2 separate regions of the Drosophila melanogaster genome follow, and region 1 is linked to region 2. Evidence: chromatin contacts called from public Hi-C data. All regions are on one chromosome and are shown on one strand. The core of a region is the stretch at or near the end of the contact, and the rest is flanking DNA. Distances in the headings are between cores, read along the strand shown. Region 1 holds the start of CG11857. Region 2 holds the start of puf (puffyeye).

The links. Hi-C and Micro-C count contacts between places; a contact is called where the count stands out from the background.
Region 1: a Hi-C map of the OSC cell line shows a contact between it and region 2, with 7 times the contacts expected there. The contact joins the promoter of CG11857 here to the promoter of puf in region 2. A contact is called at or near these places in 46 of 107 Hi-C or Micro-C datasets (the D17-c3 cell line, the Kc167 cell line, the ML-DmBG3-c2 cell line and 17 more) and 2 of 6 datasets of contacts at active chromatin or transcription factors (both in the Kc167 cell line).

What each region holds. Positions count from the first base shown.
Region 1 is chr3R:25,254,514-25,261,350 of dm6, forward strand. It overlaps CG11857, which reads left to right and starts at 4,385. Exons shown (of 2, transcript NM_143105.3): 1 at 4,385-4,919; 2 at 4,981-6,246. The coding sequence starts at 4,851. The coding sequence ends at 5,523. It overlaps Nup358 (Nucleoporin 358kD), which reads left to right. Exons shown (of 7, transcript NM_143104.3): 3 at 1-1,780; 4 at 1,842-2,342; 5 at 2,412-2,544; 6 at 2,609-3,616; 7 at 3,688-4,159. The coding sequence ends at 4,046. It overlaps Kdsr (3-ketodihydrosphingosine reductase), which reads right to left. Exons shown (of 3, transcript NM_143106.4): 3 at 6,450-6,837. The coding sequence ends at 6,743.
Region 2 is chr3R:24,647,809-24,655,030 of dm6, forward strand. puf (puffyeye) reads right to left here and starts at 2,235. Exons shown (of 20, transcript NM_170158.3): 1 at 1,836-2,235; 2 at 700-1,737; 3 at 1-582. The coding sequence starts at 1,878. It overlaps ash2 (absent, small, or homeotic discs 2), which reads left to right and starts at 2,317. Exons shown (of 7, transcript NM_176558.3): 1 at 2,317-2,536; 2 at 2,597-2,781; 3 at 2,842-3,186; 4 at 4,053-4,433; 5 at 4,502-4,782; 6 at 4,974-5,231; 7 at 5,290-5,568. The coding sequence starts at 2,421. The coding sequence ends at 5,394. CG31125 reads right to left here and starts at 7,012. Exons shown (of 1, transcript NM_170161.3): 1 at 5,563-7,012. The coding sequence starts at 6,761. The coding sequence ends at 5,586.

The DNA.
Region 1 (6,837 bases), core at 3,135-5,634, 610 kb after region 2:
TACAAAGGCAAGCGAGGCCGCCAAGTCGAAGGAAACCGTGAAACCGACGGTAAACACAGCGGAGAAAGGATCAACTGCGACTGCTCCAGCGGCATTCAAGAGCTTTGTAACCAGCACCCCAGCAGCCAATTCGCTAATCAATAAGCCTCAGGAGCAGACAAAAACTCAGCCTAATCCGGACCCACCAGCAACAGCAGCTAAGTCACTGTTTGGAACCCTGTCAGTCAGTGCTGCTCCTGCAACATCTGCGCCAGCCTCTGCCACACCATTTGCCAGCTTTAGCTTCACGCCGAATGGGTCATCAGGATTTGGAACTTCCACCGCCTCTCCGTTCGGAAACCTTTCTTTTGGTACCGCTTCTGCGGTGGGCAGCGGCAACAACACTACTTTATTCACCACGGCTTTGATCAAGGACAATACAGTTCAAGGCAAAACGCTTCAGCAGGAGTCACAATTAAACAAGTCAAACTCCTCGGACGCTGAGGAGGAGTATGTGCCCACCGCTCAGTTCGTGCCTGTTATTGCCCTGCCCGATATAGTGGAGGTGGTCACCGGCGAAGAGAATGAGGATGTGCTCTTCGAGCACCGTGCCAAGCTTCTGCGTTGGGATAAGGAAGCGAATGAGTGGAAGGAGCGCGGCCTTGGTAATATGAAGCTCCTTCGGGATCGCACTGATCCCAACAAGGTTCGCCTGCTTATGCGGCGCGAGCAGGTCCATAAGCTGTGCTGCAATCAGCGACTGTTGCCTGAGACCAAGTTCACTTATGCAACGAACTGTAAAGCGGCCGTCACATGGGGTGCTCAGGATTATTCCGATGAGGAGTTAACCACCGCATTGCTCGCTGTGCGATTTAAGTCGCAAGACATCTGTCAGCAATTCCTCGAGGCCGTGCAAAAGGCTCAACAAAGTATTGGAAATGAACCCAAAAAGGAGGAGGTCCCTTCTGCCGCTGGAGAAAAGGAGAAGCCAATTAAAGGCTTTGGAGATGCCTTTAAGCCTAAGGCAGGCAGTTGGAACTGCCAAGCCTGCTATACCAACAATGGCCAGGATCAGCTCTACTGCTTGGCCTGCCAGGAGCCCAAAGATGCCACTGTTCCCCCCAAGCAATCGGGGTTAGACCAAGGGAACGCGTTAAATCTTACCACTAGCTCCTCAAACAAGTTTTCGTTTGGCTTTGCCTCCTCAGCGACTCTTCCAGCCACAGGTGGATTTAGTTTCGGTGGCGCCACACAGCCAAAGGAGAAGCCAGCAGTGGCAGTTGTTACCGCCTCGGCTTCGGCACCTACGTCAGTTCAAACGGCAGCCCTTGGATTTGGAAAGTCTTCAATGACTTCTGGATTCGGGGACGCCTTCAAACCTGCAGTCGGTAGTTGGTCATGTAGCGCATGCTATGTGAACAATCCCGGAGAGTCTCTTTACTGCAGCGCCTGTGATGCACCCAAGAATGACACGGTACCACAGAAGGAGAAGTCACTAGGATCGGGACTTAATCTGCCACCTACCTCCAAGTTTAGCTTTGGTTTCGGAGCCGCAGCGGCTGGTGACAAAGATCAGGCTGGCGATGGAGCCACGTTCAACTTCGCTGCGATGCCCGCAGCTGTTGCTCCGACTACCTCAATTGGATCCAGCAGCTTCACCTTCTCCATGACCAAGCCCAAGCCCGACCAGCAGCAGCCAAATAGTACAGCAGCTAAGGAGGATGAAGATAACGATTCGCAAGAGGTGGAGGAGGAGGAGAACAACACTTACTTTTCACCAGTAATCCCATTACCCGATAAGGTACAATTATTTGATGCCATAAACCATATTTGTTTTCTTATTTAACAAATGTTTATTTCAGATTGATGTAAAAACAGGTGAGGAGGACGAGGAGCTATTGTATGTGCATAAGGCCAAGTTGTACCGCCTAAACGAGAGCGATTGGAAAGAGCGCGGCTTGGGGGATGTGAAGATCCTGCGCCATAGGCAGACCAAAAAGCTGCGCGTGGTCATGCGTCGGGAGCAGGTGTTCAAGATCTGTCTTAACCATGTGCTTAACGAGAATGTGGTGTACAGGGAGAAGACTGAAACGTCGTGGATGTTTGCTGTACACGATTTTAGCGAGGGCGAGAGTGTCCTAGAGCGATTCACTTTGCGTTTTAAAAACAAGGAGGTGGCACAAGGATTTATGGAAGCGATCAAAAATGCTCTTAATGAAACCGCAAAGCCGATAGAAGATAGCCCAGTGGTCGGCTCCGTTTCCCAATCGACGGAAGCAAATAAACCGTCCCAAAAAAATGATGGGGCGGCAAAGAGCAGAGGAGGCGAATCGGAAGTACTTGATGTTGGCAAAACCTCTTCTGTAAGGCCAACCACGCACGAAGTAATCCCTCCACTTCCCATGACCCTTCCCCTACTGACTCTCCCCCAGCCATTGGCCAAGCCTAACGATTACCAAACACCTGCCACCATATTGTTCAAAGGCAGTTCGCTGAGCAGAAATAACTCTTCGGCTTCTGAGGCAAGCAAAACGCCTAGTTCAGCATTCATTTTCGGTAGCACGGGTATGTATAATTCGACGTTGACCTCAAGATAAAAGGATCTAACCGCTTTTTATGTTCACTTCAGATAAATCGGAGCCTGGAAAGGATGCTGGCCCATTAGCTAATCTTCAAAAACTAGCATCAGGCGAAGGACAAGGAAACGTTTTGGGATCTATATTCCGTAGCGGCTCGTCAAACGAAAATTCGTCTGACGGTTCTGTCAAGTTCTTTTTCGGGGGTGGAAATAAAGCGGCTGAGCAACAGAAGAAAGATTCCTCAGAGTCTGTCTTCGGAGGCAATAAAGCGGATTCCCAATCGCCAGCGACCCAAGAAGCACCGAAGTTGGCCTTCGGTGGAATTGCCGCACCTGTGTTCGGAGACGCCAATCCTTTTGGAGGCCACAAAGTTAATTTGCAAAAATCAGATGGCAAGGAAGAACCAAAATCTATCATTGGCGGAACCCCATTGTTATTTGGAGGGTCCAACGCCTTTGGAATACCCAAAATTGAAACCCAGTCACCTGCTAAAGACTTTGTGTTTGGCAGTGCACCCGCTTTTGGACAAATGGCAACCTTCTCATTTACAGCTGCAAAAAATGAAAAGGAAAAGGACATAACCTCGAATAACACCACTGATCTTAAAGCCGAAGGCAAGGAAAAGAAGGAGTTGGTGCCGGAGACGACCAGCACATTTGCCGATTTGGCCAAGACAGGCAGCACGTTTGCAGATTTGGCAAGCAATCCGGGCGGCACTTTTGCGGACTTAGCGAACAAGACGGGCAACGACTTTGCCAACCTGTCGGCCAATAGCCAGGGCACTACCGTGGGATTCAACAAGTCCGCCGGGGGCGGCTTTTATAACCTCACGCATCAGAACGCTTTCAAGAACTTCGAGTCGCCGCAAGCCACAGAAGAGTGCGATGATGACGGCGACGCGACCACTGATGACAACTACGATCCGCACTATGATGCCATTGTAGAGCTGCCGGATGAGATAGTTGTCACCACGGGAGAGGAGAACGAGACTAAGCTGTTTGGCGAGCGGGCGAAGCTTTATCGCTATGACGCCGAATCGAAACAATGGAAGGAGCGAGGTAAGCTGTAGTAATAGTCCCTTTCTTATTCACACTAAAAGTTTTTATAAAACCAAAAAAAAAAAAAAAAGGTGTCGGTGAGATAAAGGTGCTGGAGCACCCGGAGCTGCAGACATTCCGACTGATCATGCGGCAGGAGCAGATCCACAAGCTGGTGCTTAACATGAATATCTCCGCCTCCCTGCAAATGGATTACATGAACGCGCAGATGAAGAGCTTCCTGTGGGCCGGCTACAACTACGCGGTGGACGCAGAGGGTAAAGTTGACACCGAGGGCGTCCTGGAACGCCTTGCCTGTCGATTCGCCAAGGAAGAGATCGCCAGTGAGTTCCTCAACACGGTCAATTCGTGCATAAAACGAGCCAAGGCCTTGCAAGGTGATGAGGAGAACAAGAATGACGACGCGCCGGAGGAGCAGGCGAGCTCATAAGCAAACCGGATCTAAATATATGTAGCATGTCTAGGATTGTGTTAGAATATTCATCCAAAACAGTAGCGACAATGGCTATTTCACATTTTGCTAATAAAATTTCGATAAACATTAATATTACATTTGAAATAAATTTGACTATTGAATAAAGCAATCGATATATTAGAGAGGAGACAAATTCGGACGTACAACCATATAGCACAAGGAAACTGGCTATGTTTTTATATATTAAATGTACCTCTACCTATTTTTAAAATATCGACAGCACTTAGATAAAAAATTAAAACAAACAATTACCTTTCGCGATAATCGCTCAACTCCCGATTGTTCCATCCCCAGCCGATAGTTTGACAGCCCTGCCACTGAGAGAGCATAATGACGTGGTGAACTCTGTGTGAAAAAAGAACAATAAATTGCCGACAAATCTCTAGTGTAATTAAATTAGTTACCGCATAGAAACGCACTAAACTGTGGCCAGAACTTTACGAATCCCGAATACTGTCTATATAGCAATCTCAGGAAACTGACAGTTGAAACAGCCCTACAACAAGGAGGAAGAAGAAGAAGGCGACGACGGGCGGTGCAGAATATGAATTAGAGAATAATTAGCGATTGAAGCGCGTCTAGTTTGCCAGTTGGCCCATTTCGTGTTTTGTTAGCCCCTTTCCGGCAGCCCCTGCCCCCGTCCCGGAAAATTTTGCAATTCCCGAATCGATACACGTGTGCAGCGAGAACAACGACAGCGTCAAAGTCAACAATAAAAGTCGAGGGCCGGAGATTAATGAGAGACTACCGACGACGACCATGATGAACGAGGACAGCAGTGCTGCCGGCGGCGGCGGGGTTAAGAAGTTCTTTCAGCGCCTCTCACAGGTAAGTAATTGTGGATAGCCCGTACGTGCCGGGAACTAACCCGCATCCTTTGCTTCCGCAGACCTACCAATCCGCCTTGGACCGTAGCACACCGCACACACGAATGCGCTGGGTGTTCGCCGGCTTTCTGCTCCTGCTCTTTGTGCTGCGCATCTTCATCTATCAGGGCTGGTACATCGTGTGCTATGCGCTTGGCATTTACCACTTGAACCTGTTTATCGCTTTTTTAACGCCCAAGATCGACCCGGAGTTCGATCCGTATTCGCAGGATGACGAGGACGAGGGACCCAATCTGCCAACTCGCAGCAACGAAGAGTTCCGGCCATTCATTCGCCGCCTGCCGGAGTTCAAGTTCTGGCTGTCGGTGGCGAAGAGCACGCTCATCGGTCTGATTTGTACGTTCTTCGATTTCTTCAACGTGCCGGTATTCTGGCCCATCCTGGTCATGTACTTTATCACGCTCTTCTGCATCACGATGAAGCGCCAGATCAAGCATATGATCAAGTACAAGTACTTGCCGTTTACCCGCAATAAACCGCGCTACCAGCGGGTGAATGATCTGGCGGGTTCCGGACCCGGTTCCGTGGCGGGCAACTCAAAGTGACAATTAGCCGCACAGACGTCGGACACGCGGGCGACGGCAGCGGGATCGGGTGATCCTTCAAATGCCTCTTCTGCAGCTGCAGCGCCACCATCACCAACCAGCGACAGCGCAGCGACCAAGGATGTGGGGTCGCCAACAGCATCGTCCATCAAACCACCGCAGATCATTGCCATTGAGGACTACTAGAGAAAGCTACCGAAAGCAGCCCGGAATGGGAACCAGCAGCATAACATCAACCAGAAACAAGCTTATAATATGATTTTCCTTTTCGGTTTGTGTAGCATTTTTCGTTTCACTGTTGAGTTGTCGTACGGCGTCTTGTGCAAAATACCTTGTTTATTGTTTAATCTAACTGCTTGTTTAAATTTATATTTATTTACAATGCTTTCTATCTATTGTAAATCCCAAACGATACCGAAATACTGCAGATCAGCTCTAATTTAGTTTTTCATCCTAATCCTAACAATAATTTAATAACTCTTCTATCCAAAAAGTAGACTTACTGTATTTGAATCCAATTATTTTTGATTATCGTGCTAAGATGCTATAATAATATGTCTAAATATATATACAAACATATATATATATATATTTTGCATTATGATTATACAATTTTTGTTAGCGTTAACTATACAGAATGTTAAAAAAAGGCGAATTGAAAACTGAAACTATAGGAAGTGTACACTGGGTGCGTCTTATGAATAAAGAAAGACAAAAGAAAACCAAATAATTTATCGTTGAATTTTGAACCATTTGGAAAAGGTTGATGGCTTTTGTGGCGTGGTTTTTGTATTTATCTAATCGCTTCTGCATGTAGTTTGCTGTTCGATTTTAAGATACGAAACCAATTTTGATTAGGCCAATGCGTGAAATTGCTTTAGCGATTAGCACAATCACTAAGTGGTTATTTAAAAACGACTCATTTTCTGAACAGTAAATACATTTTATTTTTGTTAAAACGAAGCACACACCAACAAAACGAGCACACGTCATCTAGTCTAGAAAACACGATACAAATAGTTAAAACCCTAGCACGGCAATAATAAAAAAGTTCAAATGCACATACAAATATATATATAAAAATGAATGATAATACGGGAATTGTAATATATGAATAGGCTAACCATGCAAAACAATCGCACATTTTGATTAATTATAAAAAAGTGATTTAATTATGGGCACTTGGGAATACTTTAAGGGCAGCGGGACAAGAGAGATTTCACTTGGACTCCACTTGCGATGTGGCCTTGGCCTTATCCTCTCGAGCGCATTTGCGTATAACACTATTGAAGTACTTGTGCAGAGCGTAGCTAA
Region 2 (7,222 bases), core at 985-3,484:
CACCTCCGCCGCCGCCACCGCTGGCAATGCTACTGTCGTCGGCGCCCACGTGGTCGTCCTCTGTGTTGCTGCCCTCAATGCTGCCGCTGTCAGAGCTGGAAGCGGTGACGTTGGACCCCAGCAGGTGGTCTTGCATCAGGTTCATCTGACTGCGTGAGGTATCACGAGTCCACAGCTGTTTTGTTAGCGCTGAGGCTATGTATATGCTCTGCTCAGTGTGCTCCTTGGGATCCATGCGGCAAAGGAGGGAGTAAAGGTGCATTGCCGGGCGCGGGGTCAGATTCTTCACCAGCGAAGGCAGGATGTCGAAGATCGTCTTTGAGCAGTGCTTCAGCTGGGTGGCTTGCCAGATCAGCTTGATGTCCTCTTCAGAGATCTGGTTCTCTACCGCCAAAAAGTTGAGCAGCACGTGTGCCTGTTTAACGATTTCTACGTGCAGATTCGGGCCAAACAGGTGCTGTACAATATGATTTTCAGTCAGCCAGTTCGCGATGCGCTGCCCGAACAGCTCCACTTCGTTGACCGTTTCGGTGGTGCAGATCTCGTTAAATAGATTAATGTGTGCGTTGATCTGGGCCATGCCTGGAAAATATTTGAAATCATTTACTCTTATTATATAATATTTATTGATAAATAAATATAATATTTCAGCATTATTCGAAATGTCCTAATTAAGTATGTCAACATCGTAGGACATACCTGCCAGTCGCATGGTTAGCGTGGTCGATGTGAAGTACTTAAAGGCCAGGGCCAATCCTTCGGTGTCGAAGTTGACAGCAACATCCAGTGGGTCTCGCATAGAGGACCACACAAAATCGGCCATCGCGCGGGTTGCGGCAGATCGGAGGCTCTGATCCGACAGCTTGCACATGTACTGCAGTATCCGACTTCGCAGCGGCACGAAGAGCTGAGTATTACAGTGATAGTTCAGCCAAAGTTTCACATTTGAGACGGCAGCGGTCATCGAGTGAGCGGTGGACACTGGCAGATCGGGATGTTCGAAGCACAGCGACATGGCGCCAAAGCCGCCCGAGTTGCAGAACAGGCTCACATTCCGCAGCAGATAGATGGGCAGGTCGTTGTCGTGAAGATCGCAGATGAGGGCCAGGTGGTGGGCCTCCTCAGCCTGCAGGTCGTCCAGCCGAGAGTGCATGCCATGTTTGTGGGCGATGTACAGCGGGAAGTTGAGCAGGAACACCTTTGAAACGAGCACCAACAGTTTCTCCACCTCGGGCAGGATCCAGGGCTCCTCTGTGTACTGCAGGTGGGATTTGTGCTGAGGATTGGCCGTTTGCGGGGGAGGGGGAGTGCAGGGGCCAACTGGCGGCTTTTTGGCTGGCCCGTCGCCGGAGCCCTGAGCCTCCTCACCGGCGGACCCAGATGGCTCCTCCTTCTTAGGTTCTTCCGCTGGCGCGGATGATTCCTTTGCCTCTGCCTGGGCTGACGCTTCGTCCCGCTGCTGTTCACGCTGCTGCTGGGCCTGGGCCACCACCTGGGCAGCACTGGCCGTTAGCCGCTTGTAGTTGTCGATGAGGTGGTCGATGTGCTTCAGATGCTGCACCGTCAGACAGATGAGCGACTGCACTACCAGGTTGAAACGGTCATAGTTCTTGGTGTCCCGGTACAGGCACATGCACTGACGCTGCGGCCACGACTGGATGTAGTTGAAGGTGGTCTCGATCTCGCTCTTCAGCAGCAGCTGGAACTTCAGATCCGAGCTGGCCACGCGCACCTCATCTGCAAAAGGAATTCGGAATACTATGTGTAAGCAGGGGGCAGGGGCTCCGGTGTTCGTCTTCATTCTATTTTTTTTTCGCAGTGCACTTTTCACTTACAGAGCTCCAGGAGATTCTGGAAGTCGGCGCACACCTCGCACATGGTGCTCCACTAGCTGCACACCGAATCGGTAGCTTCCAGGGGTTAGGGCCGCCTTGCCAGCGGCGACGACTCCTGGCCGTCTATGGAGAGTAGTCGGAGTCTGGGATACGCTGGCGGAGTCACGGTCTGAGTTGCGGGCACTTGCTCTTCTTGCTATTCGTTGGTCGCTCGGCTCGCTCCCGGCGGTCGTGCAATGCCATTTAGGATGGCGCCCTCGCCTCTCAACACGGAACACTGTTTTTCGGCAACAAAAAAATGATAATTCTACACTCGGACATATATATATGGTAGGGATATATATATATACAATTACAATCGAAGCAAGAGCCAGAGTTGGAGCGAAGAGGCAGGGGCAGGGTTGTCAGGCTGTGTGCTCTAAATGTTGTCGTCTATCGTTTATCGCTCTTTGGCGACGTTCTGGTATTTGCAAACGCACCATGTGTTTGCCCGCCAACGGTCACTCTGGCCAGCCACCGAATTTCTTGCGGGCCGCTAATATTTGTTTACATGCTAATTGTTGACTGAAAACCTTTATCACTGCAATGGAGGACAGCCAAATGGACACAAGCTCGCCGACAGAGTCCAGCTCCGAGGTGAACTTCACTGCGGAGGAGGATAAATCGCAGGAAACGCGTTCCGCAGCCGGCGTTTGTTACTGGTGAGCTCTTTGTATGGGTTTTTTGCTTGGCCGGCTCCCTTCTATTGACATTGTTTTTAGCGGCAAGGAGCGCAATCTCAATATTGTGGAGCTGCTGTGTGCCACCTGTTCACGCTGGGTGCACGAGACCTGCGTTTCCTACCAGCTTGGTAAGGGTAAACTTCTGCCCTTCATCACCAACTATGTGTTCGTCTGTAAAAATTGCTCTGCCAGCGGATTGGAGAGCTTTCGCAAGAGCCAGGCTAGTAAGTGCAAAGAAGCCCCGCACATTTATCCCTCTTGATAATAACAATATCCACTTCCAGCCATATCCCAGATGTGCCACTGTGCCATTGCCAACATGCAGCAGGCGGCTTCCAGGGACGGACGTCGCCAGATTCAGTTTAGCAAGGACAAGGAGATCATACCGTACATCGAACAGTACTGGGAGGCCATGACCACCATGCCACGCAGACTCACCCAGTCCTGGTACAGCACCGTCCAGCGATCTTTGGTCAAGGATGTGCAGACCCTGTTCACCTACGAGGAGCATGCGGAACATGGCGCCATGTACGGACTATTCCATCAGGATCTGCGAATCATCAAGCCCAACTACGAGAGCATGAGCAAGAGCGGCGCCCTGCGACTCACCGACGATGGATATACTCAAGGTGAGTGTAAATAAGATGATAGACATTTAAATCGATTTGAAGTCTATAATTTGAATGCTAAAAACTTGACCCCATGTGTTATCGAACGCTCAGTGGTAGAAAGCTAAATGAATTATCTTTTGGCGGCCAAATTGGCAACACTGTTCGACCAGCTGATTTTGGCACAGTGGTTTTTGTGTCGCCTATTCCGCTGCCTATTCGCTCCCCCTATTTATCGCCGCTTCCTTTCGCACGCTCTTTCGCAAGTGTTTGCCAGAGTAAAGTAACAACAACAACTAACAAAATCGCAATGCGGATCGTAGTTTCAGATTTGCACACACACAGAGAAAGAGAGAGAGAGAGAGAGAGCCCCACGTAGTCAGATTGTGGGCGGGGCGAAGTGGGGTGGGGTGGGGCTGGCAGAGGCGCGCTCAACTTGGCTCATTCATTACAAACAAATAGTTACGCTTGGAACACTTCGCCAGTGTCTCAGTGTGCGTGTGTGTGGTGCTCTTTCGGGGGAATTGATTGCGATTTGATTTTGAGCACTACGCAATTGCAAGGCCCCCGCTCCTTCAGTTCCATTGTGACCGGGTCCTGCTTCTGCTCCTGCTCATTCTCCCTCCGCGATGGCGTCATCTTTTACGGACGAGGAGTGTAAGCCCGGAAACAGCACCGACCCGAACTTTGCCCATTCATCTACATATGTCCCAGCAATCAATTTCCTTGGTGAACGAATTTCCTTGGGGATAGCTCCTTCTGGAAGCATTGCAGATACGCCCCAAGATCTACTCCACTATTACTATCACGCATTAGCTGTTTTTATATTTCCACAATACATGTCTATTATTGGATTTGTAACTAATGATTGATCCACATGCTTCCAGCTTCCCTCTCCAAAAACAATCGACAGAAAAGGAAATTTCCCGGCACGGATTCGGGTCCCACGGGCAAGAAGGGTCGGCCCAGTTCCGATATTACGGCCAATGTAAAGTTGCCACCGCATGGCTATCCATTGGAACACCCCTTCAACAAGGATGGCTATCGTTATATACTCGCCGAACCGGATCCACATGCTCCATTTCGTCAGGAGTTCGACGAGAGCTCCGATTGGGCTGGCAAACCTATCCCCGGCTGGCTCTACCGCATCCTGGTGCCACATTCTGTGCTCCTGGCGCTGCATGATCGGGCACCACAGCTGAAAATAAGCGAGGATCGGTTGGCGGTGACGGGCGAACGTGGTTACTGCATGGTCCGAGCCACACACTGTAACGTTATATATAGATATATATAGTTCCCTGAAGAAATCATAGTTATATTGATTATCTTTTCCCAGCTGTGAACCGGGGATGCTGGTACTTTGAGGTCACCATCGAAGAGATGCCCGACGGAGCTGCCACGCGACTTGGCTGGGGCCGGGAGTACGGCAACTTGCAGGCTCCATTGGGATACGACAAGTTCGGTTACTCCTGGAGATCTCGCAAGGGCACCAAGTTTACCGAGAGCCATGGCAAACACTACAGTGATGCCTATGTGGAGGGCGATACATTGGGATTCCTCATAGAGCTGCCAGAGGAGGCGTCGCTCGACTATCTGCCCAACACATTCAAAGATCGGGTGGGTTTAGATTCTTGTTTTACTCTTTTCTAATCGAACAATACCGATCTTTTGTATTGTAAAATGATATAGGTCATCTTGATAATTAGCCTATATAATACCACGCCGCTGAATTTGCATATAATTGCATCTTTACAAATCAACCCTCCCTAATTAGCAATCTTGTTCAAAATCTATTCATTCTACAACAGCCCCTGGTCAAGTTCAAGTCTCATCTGTACTACGAGGATAAGGACAAGATCACAGAAACCCTGAAAAATCTGCACATCCTGCAGGGCAGCCGCATCGAGTTCTTTAAGAACGGTCAATCGCAGGGTGTGGCATTCGAAGACATTTATGCCGGCAGCTATTTCCCGGCCATCTCGATCCACAAAAGTGCAACGGTCAGCGTAAACTTCGGACCCGCCTTCAAGTATCCCGAGGTGCTCGTCGAGCACAAAGCCAAGGGGGTAATATATCTCGGTTTGTTCCCAGGAAGCTTAACATCTATTATACAATCCCCTACAGATGCACGATCGCGTGGAGGAGCTGATCACAGAGCAATGTTTAGCCGACACCCTCTACCTCACAGAACACGATGGACGTCTGCGCTTGGATAATATGGGTCTTTAGTGGGATATGTCGTCATACACATGAGTTTTGGAGAACTAGTGTGTTATTTTTGTATGCACTATACTTTGGAAAGCAGAAATTTGAAAAGACTATCATCATACTATCATACCTAAAACATTTAAAATTTACCACTTTTAAAGCAGAAGAATTTTAAGAAAACACTCTTTTGAGATCAGTTTTATTGTTTGAGGTTACTTGAAGGCTTTGAATTTCGAGGCACTGTAGGGTATGTAGAAGGCGCTGCTGGGCGCAAATTCGGTTCGCGGATGATGAACTGCCGCCGAGATAGATCGTCCCGTGGATGGTGTGTTGCTGGAAACGCTGGTCGCCCCAAATGGATGCAGTGTGGAGCGGTTGGAGGAACTGTTGCTGTGGCCATGGCTGTTGTGTCCGCCCCCGCCGCTGGAGTTGGTTTGGCTCGAAGTGGCCGTGGTGGTGGCCAGCAAATCCCTGCTGTGCCTGCCCAGATTAAGCGAGGGCAGGACTACCGCGTTCCTGTTGTTAAAAAAGCGATTGGCGGCCATGGGCATGTGCCAGGCGGACGATCGATGACTTTGATGTGGCAACACGGCGGACTTGGCCTGGTTCTGATGCTGCAGCTGCTCCTTCTGCTGCACCTGGGTGAGCTGAACGAAGCTGCGGTTGTTGAGCAATCCCCGAAAGCGCCGGTTGGTATCGAGCACATTGAGAATGGGCGGCATGCGCAGGCGTGCCGAGGATTGGGTGGTGGCTGAGATGGGCAGCTGGGGCTGGTTCTGCTGGCTGCGCTGTCGTTTGAGGAGTCTAACCGAAACGGAGGTAACCCGCAGATCCCTGTCCAGTAGATCCACCAGCTTCTTCTGGCTGTGCCGTAAATAGGAGTGGTGATGAGGCTGTTCTGGTTCTTCTGCCTTGGGTGTCAGAAATCCATCCTCCGCCTCCTCGTCATCATCGTCGTCGTCCAGGGAGTTCAGACTAAGATTTGAAATCGAGTCAATATCCTCCCGCGTCTGACTATCGAAGCTGTGGTGGCGCAGCGTTCGAGTCCGGCGGCCCAGCAGGCTAGGGAACTTTCGGTGCCAGTCGGCGATCTCGTTGCGCAACTCGGGCTCCTGAAGCTCCGTCAAGGGATCCTCGCCGCTCATCAGCCGCTCCACCCGCTCCCAGTCCAGCAGGTTCTTCTTGATGGCATCGTCCGCCCACGGAATGGAGCCCACCGAGCTGCGGTCAATGCTGCTAGAGGAGTAGGGCACATCCTGCAGGAACTCCGATTCATCCGGATCGTCCTTATCCGCTTCCTGTTCGTTGTTGTTGTCGTTGGCCTTGCAGATGGCACCCTCATTGTCCTCCAAATCCGCTCCGAAATAGTAGCGTCTGTCTGAGGACATCAAAACTGCTCCAGAAAAACGAGCTGGACTCGTTCTGCCTTCGCTTTCCCTTCCCTGCTCCTTGATCCTTGCACTCGCAAATCCCCGTGGGTGTCCTTTCGATTTATGTAGCTGTGCCTGTGGATGTGTTCCCCTTCAAAATCGATGCCGCAAAAGGCGGCGAGCGTCAATTGTTGTGTTGTGGCCCATTCCAGTTTAGCTTGTTATTTATTGTCCTTTTGTTGTTTCGACAAAAGGGCGCAGGCTCCACGGCGTTGCCAGTGTCGACCAGAAATAACGTTCGCTGGTTCAAAGTGGTTCAGAAAATCGATCATAGAGGGTATTCTTTTTGAGCTTAGCTTTTAAAGGGACAATAACTCTATTGAACTCTTATTTTAATCAAAACTTTGTAAATTACAAATCTTAAGGTTATGATTGGGCATAAGGAAATACTCCACAGCGATAATCGGTTTAAATACTAG